Linked DNA regions of Gossypium arboreum: all the other regions are linked to region 2. The links are chromatin contacts, called in public Hi-C maps. All regions are on one chromosome and are shown on one strand. Each heading gives the region's core, a stretch centred on a gene start, on an enhancer-like site or on the middle of the called end of the contact. The rest is flanking DNA. Distances are from core to core; before and after follow the strand shown.

Region 1 (2,700 bases), core at 201-2,700, 250 kb before region 2:
TGTGGAATACTTGGATTCAAGTGTAAGTACCGAGTATGTATCCCCACAAAATATGTTCATTTCTTTGTTTAGGTTTTATCATGTATTGAAATGATCTTTGAAGGGTTATATCGGAAACAGATACTTCTAAGAAAAATGAAGACTCGAAACATTTCCAACGGCTGGGAAAATGAGTTTCTGAAGCAAAGGTAACGAGGACATTTGCTTCATTACAGGAGGAGCAGAGTGAGAATTAGCATAAGTAGCTGATTCTGCCCATATAAAATAACAACTTAGCATCTCAGCATTCATGAAATTTACGAGGGGTTTTTAATTTTACTTTTTTTTGTCTGGTATCCAATAGTCATATTGTGTTTCGACTAAATTCAGAGTCAAGCCAAGTCAGACCACTAAATAGAGAGTAAAGCGCTCTCAGTATTATTTTCTTCGTCGACCATATTTGAATCCGAAATCTTGCTTAAAAATATCAAACTCCTTACAATTCCACCTAGCGGTACACCTTTCCCTTCAGAAAGAAGATCTACTTTTTCTTAATTAAAGGGAAGCTACTAGTTTGCATTTGTTAAATACATTAAAACTCCACTACCTTGCATATATCTTAAAATCCAGATAACAAGAACAAAAAATCCATGCAAATTTCACTCTTGAAATCACTTAGCTACATAATATAAACCATAAAAGTTCACCATCTAAGATTCATATTACAAACAACATTGGTCACTGAATACATCATGATGAAATTAAAATAACCCATGGATCAATTATACGCAAGCAATATGTAAGAATAGAAAACGTATTCATTCAGCGGCTGTCAAGTGGAGGGAAAGGGGTTGAAGCCACTTCGTACCATTTCGTCAAGCGTCGAAAACAAAGGTTGGGGCAGATTATCCCAGTCATACCAATCCCAGCCGTCGCATTTGTCTGGCTCCGGGTTTTGTGGAACTTGATTAGGGTCAGCCAGCACTGCACGGAGAAAGATGATGACGTAATGGCAGGGTTTGGATTTGTCCAGGAAGACTTTACTGGTCACTGTTAAGAAGTCTGCTTTCCCCATTACCAAGCCCGTCTCCTCCATCAGCTCTCTGGCTCCGCACTCTTCGAAGCTCTCACCTGCCAACAATTATTTTGCCCTTTTTTTTTTAATTAATGAAAGCGAAACAAGTAGAGATGTGAGTTGAGTGAGAGAGAGAGACGGACCAAACTCGAGGTGGCCGCCGGGGAGAGCAAAGGTGGATTCACCGATTGAGGCGCGGCGGCGACCCAGGAGGACCGATTTCCCCTTCAACACGAACAGCACAACACCTACTCGTGGCACGGGCTGTGTTTCCTCCATCTCGAATGACAGTTCAGTTGGTGGGTTCTCTGGACTAGTAATAAAGAGAAGGGAGACTGGGGGACAACGCAATTAGGCAGTCAAAGGTGGCGTATAATATATTATATTATCAAAATGTAAGGGAAAGTGCGCGGCCCAGTCATCTTTCTTTGTTGGTGGGCTGGTTTTAACTTGCTATTTTGACTTCTGTTTTTTGTCTTTGTCTATCTCTGTCGTCACTGATAACATTCTTCGTAGTTAGGATGCTATTGTGGAAGTTGCACCGGTTTAACTAAATAAATTATTAAAAATTTTAATAGATTCAGATTGATATCTCAATCGATCTAAATATGAAAACAATAATATGCAACTCTTTTTTTAGAAGAGAGATACGTTTATAATAACATACATACGGTGAGATTAAAATATGTAAAGAGATGAAATTTTTAAAAGTGTATTAAATTCATTTAAAATATTTTAATTGTATCTTCAAATATTAATATTGTATTAATTAACTATCTATTTAAGTATTAAATATTAGCTTGACTTATATATATATATATATATATATATATATATATATATATAATTTGACTGTTTTTAAACATGTTATTGTATTTTAAGGATTTAATTAAAATGTTTTTAAGTTTGATGAGCATTTTAGAATCTAGACCACGGTGTGGGGACATTGGTGTAATTAACCCTAATTTATATTAACAAACACAGCTCTATGTAAGTAAGAAACAATCCAATCCATTACTGAACTTAAATTTAATTTTCTTGTCTTGTTCCGAAACCCATGTTAAAAGATATCAAATAGGATTAAATGAAGGGGGATAAAAGGCCTGGTAAAGATCATCTACAAACTTACTTCCATTGTTGTTATATTAATGTTATAGTCATGGCTACAATTCATTTTCATAGCATCTGAGAGTAAATGATGAATGGCTAGAAAGGGCTGACATCATGAGCCAATTTCAACATGAACTCAGGTACAAGGCGTCTTCTTGGAGGCGCCACGGCATCTTTTGCAAGGGCTGCTTCATCTTCACCATGTATGATGGCAACAACATCTTCAAACATCTCATCTCTGCCGCCTCTCATGGGATCCTGATTATTTATTTTACATGTATGTTGGCAGAATATTTATACAACATTCACCCAAAATAAAACAAAACACAAAGCATGGTTACTTCTTCCATTACCTGAAGAAACAAATCTGTGTGAGTCTTTCCATCATACAATATGGATTCTGCTTTCCCTCCAACTCTTCGAAGCGTATCAGCAAAATTTTGACTGCAAGGAGAAGGAAAACTTGTTATAAGAAATCTGCATTTGAATCAGCTGTGACCTAGTCATTCAACAATCACTACATAGCAACATCATAA
Region 2 (2,700 bases), core at 145-2,644:
GATGTGACTTGGAATAAATTTTATAAAGTATAAATAGTTTCTTTTTAACTTAACCCAATTTCTGATTAAATTTATTAATTTTAATATTTTAAAATACAACAAATCAAATGAATATATTACGTCATTTAAAAATATCAAGTCATATTTTAACTAATTACAAATCATTTAATTAACTTTACCTAGTAACCCTTGTTTTTGAAACTATATATTATAGAAACAATATTGCTCGTTTTTGTACTATATAAAGATTTCCGAAAATTGTAATTTTTTTGTCAATAAAAGTTGTAATAATTATGCCAATTCTAAAAAAGAAAACACATTATGTTAAAGCACAAACTATAAATATCACATGGCCATCGTCACTATATGTTGTGAAGAGTACTTAAAATTTTAAGAGTAATCGACAGATTAAGTATTTCCATCTACTAGTTTAATTATGATTTTAATCCCTATTGTATTAAAATTTGAGATTTAATTTTTTACTTAATTTGATATAAATTAGTCCCTTGCACTATTTTTTTTAAAAATATATTCAATCACACAATTAAAGTAATATGAAAATTTAATCAATAAAGTTAAATCGATAATAAATTTATATGTTAAAAGTTTTTTAAAGAAAAAAATCACTTTAATGAAAATAACTCATAAAATCAAAATTAATAATATTATAAAAACAAAAGAAGTAAAATTTATGAGATTAAAGTTGAGACATTAAAACTATAAGTAAATATAATAAATAATATTTCTCTCAGTTGTTTCTTCATTCAAATTATAAGTTGATATATAACTTAAGATGATGCTAAATTTTGACTCAATTTGCATCTTTCATCACTATTCCTTTTATCCCTCATATATGGTCATACTCTCTTTCAGTAATAATAATGATAAATAAATAAAGCCATTGCTTCTTTTAATAATTTATTTTCAAATTGCGTCATGGATTGATTTTATTTGTGTAAAAAATAGATGAATTTTGGTTATATGCATTGCTCAATCCTTATCTACTTCATAAATTCCTCAACTCATAAAAGTCAAAGGCCCGAGATCAAAGGGTTGTGTTGTTGCTACGTGTTCTTTATCTTAATTATGTTTTAATTAACGCATTTTTATTTACTATTATTTTTGTTCAAGTTATATTTATTTTAAACTTTGCAATGATTAATTTTGTTTATAATAATTTAAACACTTCGAAGAGGATCGGATACTTCTCACCTAGTATTTAATTGTAACCTATAGTAAGTAATGTTTGATAATAAGAACCTGTGCATTCACATGGAGATAGAGTGGTCTTGACTTTTTTAATGCGTTAAAAAAAAGGGGGGGGGGGGGGGGCTGTTTGAATAAGAAAGTTCAAAATAGAAAAGAAGAATTCTTAGTAAACGCAAAAGGGGTTCCAAAGGGGGATCCATCAAAGTCATTTTCTAAATGGCTTTTTAGGCCATTCTCTCCCTCCAAGTTGAATCTAATGCTCTTTAAATACCCCCCACCACCACTCATGCCCCCTTGCTTTTCAACTCAAATCTTCACTTCTCTCACCTCATATCCTATACAACTTCAAAAACAAAAAAAAGCAATGGTGGGTTCCCCTTTTCCCTTTTTCTTTTCTCTTTGTTCTTGCCTTTCTGTTTCATTCTAACAGAAACACAAAACGAAATTTCTTAGTTACTAACTCTTTTTTTATGATGAGTTTTTAATATAGGAAGGAGGGTATCAGGATACTAGATGGGAAGGGTATGTGGATTGGAGGAACAAGCCTGCTTTAAGGGGCAAACATGGTGGCATGCTTGCTGCTTCCTTTGCCTTGGGTTAGTCTTTACTCCCACAAATGCTATTTTTATCTTCTTTTTCTTTTTTTCTATCATATGGTTCTAATGATGAATCCTATGTGTTTGTGTGTAGTTGTGGAAGTGCTAGAGAACTTGGCCTACTTGGCAAATGCAAGCAACCTGGTGCTGTATCTGTCAAAGTACATGCACTTATCTCCATCAAAATCTGCAAACAATGTCACCAATTTCATGGGCACTGCTTTCCTTTTGGCTCTCCTTGGTGGCTTCTTGTCTGATGCTTTCTTCACCACTTACCACATCTACCTCATAAGCGCACTCATCGAATTCCTGGTACTAATTTCACCGTTTCTTAAACTTGTTTTTTTCCCGTAGTTTGCATGTCACTTGCATTATTATTATTTTTTTTGCATGAAACCAGATATGGGATACCGTTTTAAAAGAAAAATAAAGACAAAAATCCGTGTGTAGAAGCATTAAAGGCCTAGGGGCCTGTCACAGGCGCAAGCTCTTTGGCATATAGATCCAAGGAACACCGTCTGTTTAGGTGCAACCATCGAGGTGTTCGTGATAAATGTCCCATAAATTTCTCTTTTTCTTCTCTCAGACACCAAAAACAAAACAAAAACCAATAAAAGGGTCTGTTTATCATCTTTCATCATATGAAAAAAAAGCTTACATCAACTATTGATTATGTTGGTTAAGGCTTTGAAATATTCTTCAAAAGAGCATCAAATTTTATATAAAGTGACAAAATTCAGACGTGGGGGCGTGGAGTAGGCCAGTGTTTGCGTTGGGGTCCCCCTGGAACGTAAGCCAATGGAAGCCAACGCCTTGGCCTTAAAAGGGGGGGGGGGGGTTAAAAGTATTATGTGGCGTACGTGTTGCAAAAAGAGGATGCTTTTGTTTTCTCAGT
Region 3 (2,700 bases), core at 51-2,550, 140 kb before region 2:
AGATGCAGACATGGGACAGTACCTTCTGCAATATCATGGACAATTGCAATCTTAATACACCTGCAAAAGTTGAATGGATAAAAGACATAAAGCTTCCCTAAATAACATCCAACAAAAGCATAAAGCAAAAAAGCAAAAAAACAAAAAAAGTTTGAAAAAAAAGAAAAGGCAAGAATAAAAAATCACATAAACTCATCTCCAACTTCTATTATAAGCTAAATCCGCTCAAAGAAAATAATACAAAAGAAATAGCTCATCCTCCTAACATTTCCATCAATTACCATGAAAGAAAAAGAAAATACATAAATCAGATTGACAAACTTGGAAGTTGATAATTTAATGAAGAACATGAGCCCTGACATATATCATATGATATGATGAGAGTGAACCTTTCTCTATTCACACCAGGAAGGTCACCAGCGATCAAAGCCATCAACGCCATGCGGTACATATGGTCAGCAATTGATTCAGGACCCTTTATCCCGTGATTGATCCAACCCTTCCTTTTTGTGGTCTACAGGATTAACAAAGTCATCAGTAACTATAGTCTTTTCTTCCCTGAATGATTCAAATTGAAGACAGAGGGATACAAAGGTGGGGCTCAAGCAAAGATAACACCGCTCTACAAATATTTACCACGTAAAACCCAAGCTTAAATTTCTATTTGTAGCTCTTCGACCATGTTTGTTTACTCTTACTTGGTATCTAAACAGCTAATAGAGCTATTAAACTATACTCAATCGAAACAGAGCGTGAAGGAAATAGAACGAAGGGCAAAAGTTTATGTTTTCATTTATACCTTGAGACTGTGACACAATGTGAGAAAATCAATGGCGGAGGCCGACGTCGAATCGGCTGATCTCCCGGAGGAAGGTTTCTTGGATTTGGCAGAGACAATGATCCTCAGGGTGGGAGCTGGGGAGAAGTAAACGGGTCGAAAGGAGGAGGAGGAGAAGAAAGGGCAGCGCATGAAAGCGAGCGGCGGCTGTGGCGGCGGAGAGCGGCGAAGGGCGAAACGATGTAAGGGAGGTGCGCAGTGGGGAGAAGCAGAGAAAGCCATAATGGAAGGCGGAGGAAGGGGAGGGCGTACGCCGGAGATTTTAAAGGTTTGGTTTAATGGCTTTGCATGATGGAGGGGGTCCGAGAAACGAGGTCCGATTTGGTTGGGCTACCGATTAACTTTTGGTCTTAAATGCGAAAAATCAGGCTTTCTTCCTTTCTGAGTCTACTACGTTAAACGGATCCCATATTGCGACCCTTTTAAAAGGAACAAATAAAGGCCGTAGAAACCAACTCCTTTATTATGTTTTTCACTTTTTTTAAAAAAAATTGAATTTATTTAAAACAGCTAGAGCTTTGGTGTAACTCAAAATGTTTATGGTGCAATTCATGGTTATTTAAGTTTTTTTATTTGAAATATAGGTTTCAAATTTTAGCTAAATTCATTTATATTTGTCTATAATCCCTTGGTTCAAGGGTAAAAATATTACGTTGTAAGCATAAGAATTTGAATTCAATCTCAAGTAACTCTATTTCTTTATAAGTTAACTTGCTTCTCTAAATATCTAGAATGTGATTTATAAATATTAAAATTTACAAATAATCCATAGTACTTGTTTAAAAGCTTTTAGAATTGATGTTTTATATATCATAATATTAATTGTTGTGACTTTGATTGCTGCATGTTCAACAACAGATGGAACGATAGCTTTGGTGCAATCAAAGTCATTGGCTACGGTATGGTTCTACTTTGTTCGATATAGCTTCATGCCTATCTCACATAGTTCTACCATATCGATGGAACGAATGTTTTTGTTATATGCAATTATGACAGAAAAGTCTATCAATGTTGGAAAAATTATTCTTAAGGAGATCCACGATTGTGCTAGAAAAAAGGCAGAAAGTGTCTACTTTCCATCATTGATTACTTCACTTTGCTTAAGGGCCTAAGTTAAATCAAAAGCAAACTTGAAGGGCCAGTATGTTCAAGGTTGCATCACAAGGCATGATCTTGAAAGGTTAGTAGAGAATATCCATGAGTTAAACCCAATTGAATTGAGTGAACCAACTGAACCAAAAACTAATGAGTCATCAAATAAATCTTAACCGGAAGCTAACTCAGTTGATAAGACAAAAGGAGCAAAATCTGAAGAAGAATTGAACAATCCTGAATCAATAAAAGAACTAAACAACTCTGAACCAAGTGTGGAGCTGAATTCTGATGAGCTAGTTGAACCAAGTATTGGTCCTGAATTGACTATTCCTATGCCTGCTTCTTCAAATGCTATGAAGAAATCAGAATTTTCAGTTATGATAAGCAGTCTTTATGACTCACTTCTCTTTTCTTACAACCCCACATGTGTTCAGTTTTCATTCATTACTTTGTTTTCGCAATGAGGATATTGTTTCTGTTTAAAGAGGAGGTAAGACAATATTTGCAAGAATTTTTAATATTTTCAAGTATGTTTTATTCTTTTCACATGAGTTTGCTGAAATAAATGAATGTTCAAAGGAAATTTCTGTTCATAAGTTAGTTCAAATGCAAGCATGATTTTTTATTTTATATAATTTATTTTTATGTTATCTTGAGTTATGGAATGCTTGCATGTTCTCTAGTCTTATGTAGTACTTGCTATGAAATTTTAATTTCCTTGGAAATAGACATGCATGAAGGCTTAGTCTTTAAAATTAACTCAATAA

The links. A called contact is a pair of places that touch in the nucleus more often than the background predicts.
Region 1: a Hi-C map of leaf shows a contact between it and region 2, with 5 times the contacts expected there. The contact joins the promoter of LOC108451864 here to the promoter of LOC108450527 in region 2. A contact is called at or near these places in 2 of 5 Hi-C or Micro-C datasets (both in leaf).
Region 3: a contact with region 2 is called in a Hi-C map of leaf, with 2.7 times the contacts expected there. The contact joins the promoter of LOC108465422 here to the promoter of LOC108450527 in region 2. A contact is called at or near these places in 2 of 5 Hi-C or Micro-C datasets (both in leaf).

Annotation. Positions count from the first base shown.
Region 1 is chr13:18,105,661-18,108,360 of ASM2569848v2, reverse strand. It overlaps LOC108451864 (nudix hydrolase 1), which reads right to left and starts at 1,450. Exons shown (of 2, transcript XM_017749557.2): 1 at 1,198-1,450; 2 at 637-1,110. The coding sequence starts at 1,333. The coding sequence ends at 812. It overlaps LOC108489906 (probable isoprenylcysteine alpha-carbonyl methylesterase ICMEL1), which reads right to left. Exons shown (of 10, transcript XM_017794635.2): 9 at 2,518-2,608; 10 at 2,046-2,422. The coding sequence ends at 2,261.
Region 2 is chr13:17,858,004-17,860,703 of ASM2569848v2, reverse strand. It overlaps LOC108450527 (protein NRT1/ PTR FAMILY 4.6-like), which reads left to right and starts at 1,394. Exons shown (of 5, transcript XM_017748192.2): 1 at 1,394-1,576; 2 at 1,700-1,805; 3 at 1,900-2,117. The coding sequence starts at 1,466.
Region 3 is chr13:18,001,881-18,004,580 of ASM2569848v2, reverse strand. LOC108465422 reads right to left here and starts at 1,300. Exons shown (of 8, transcript XM_017765746.2): 1 at 800-1,300; 2 at 390-514; 3 at 23-60. The coding sequence starts at 1,060.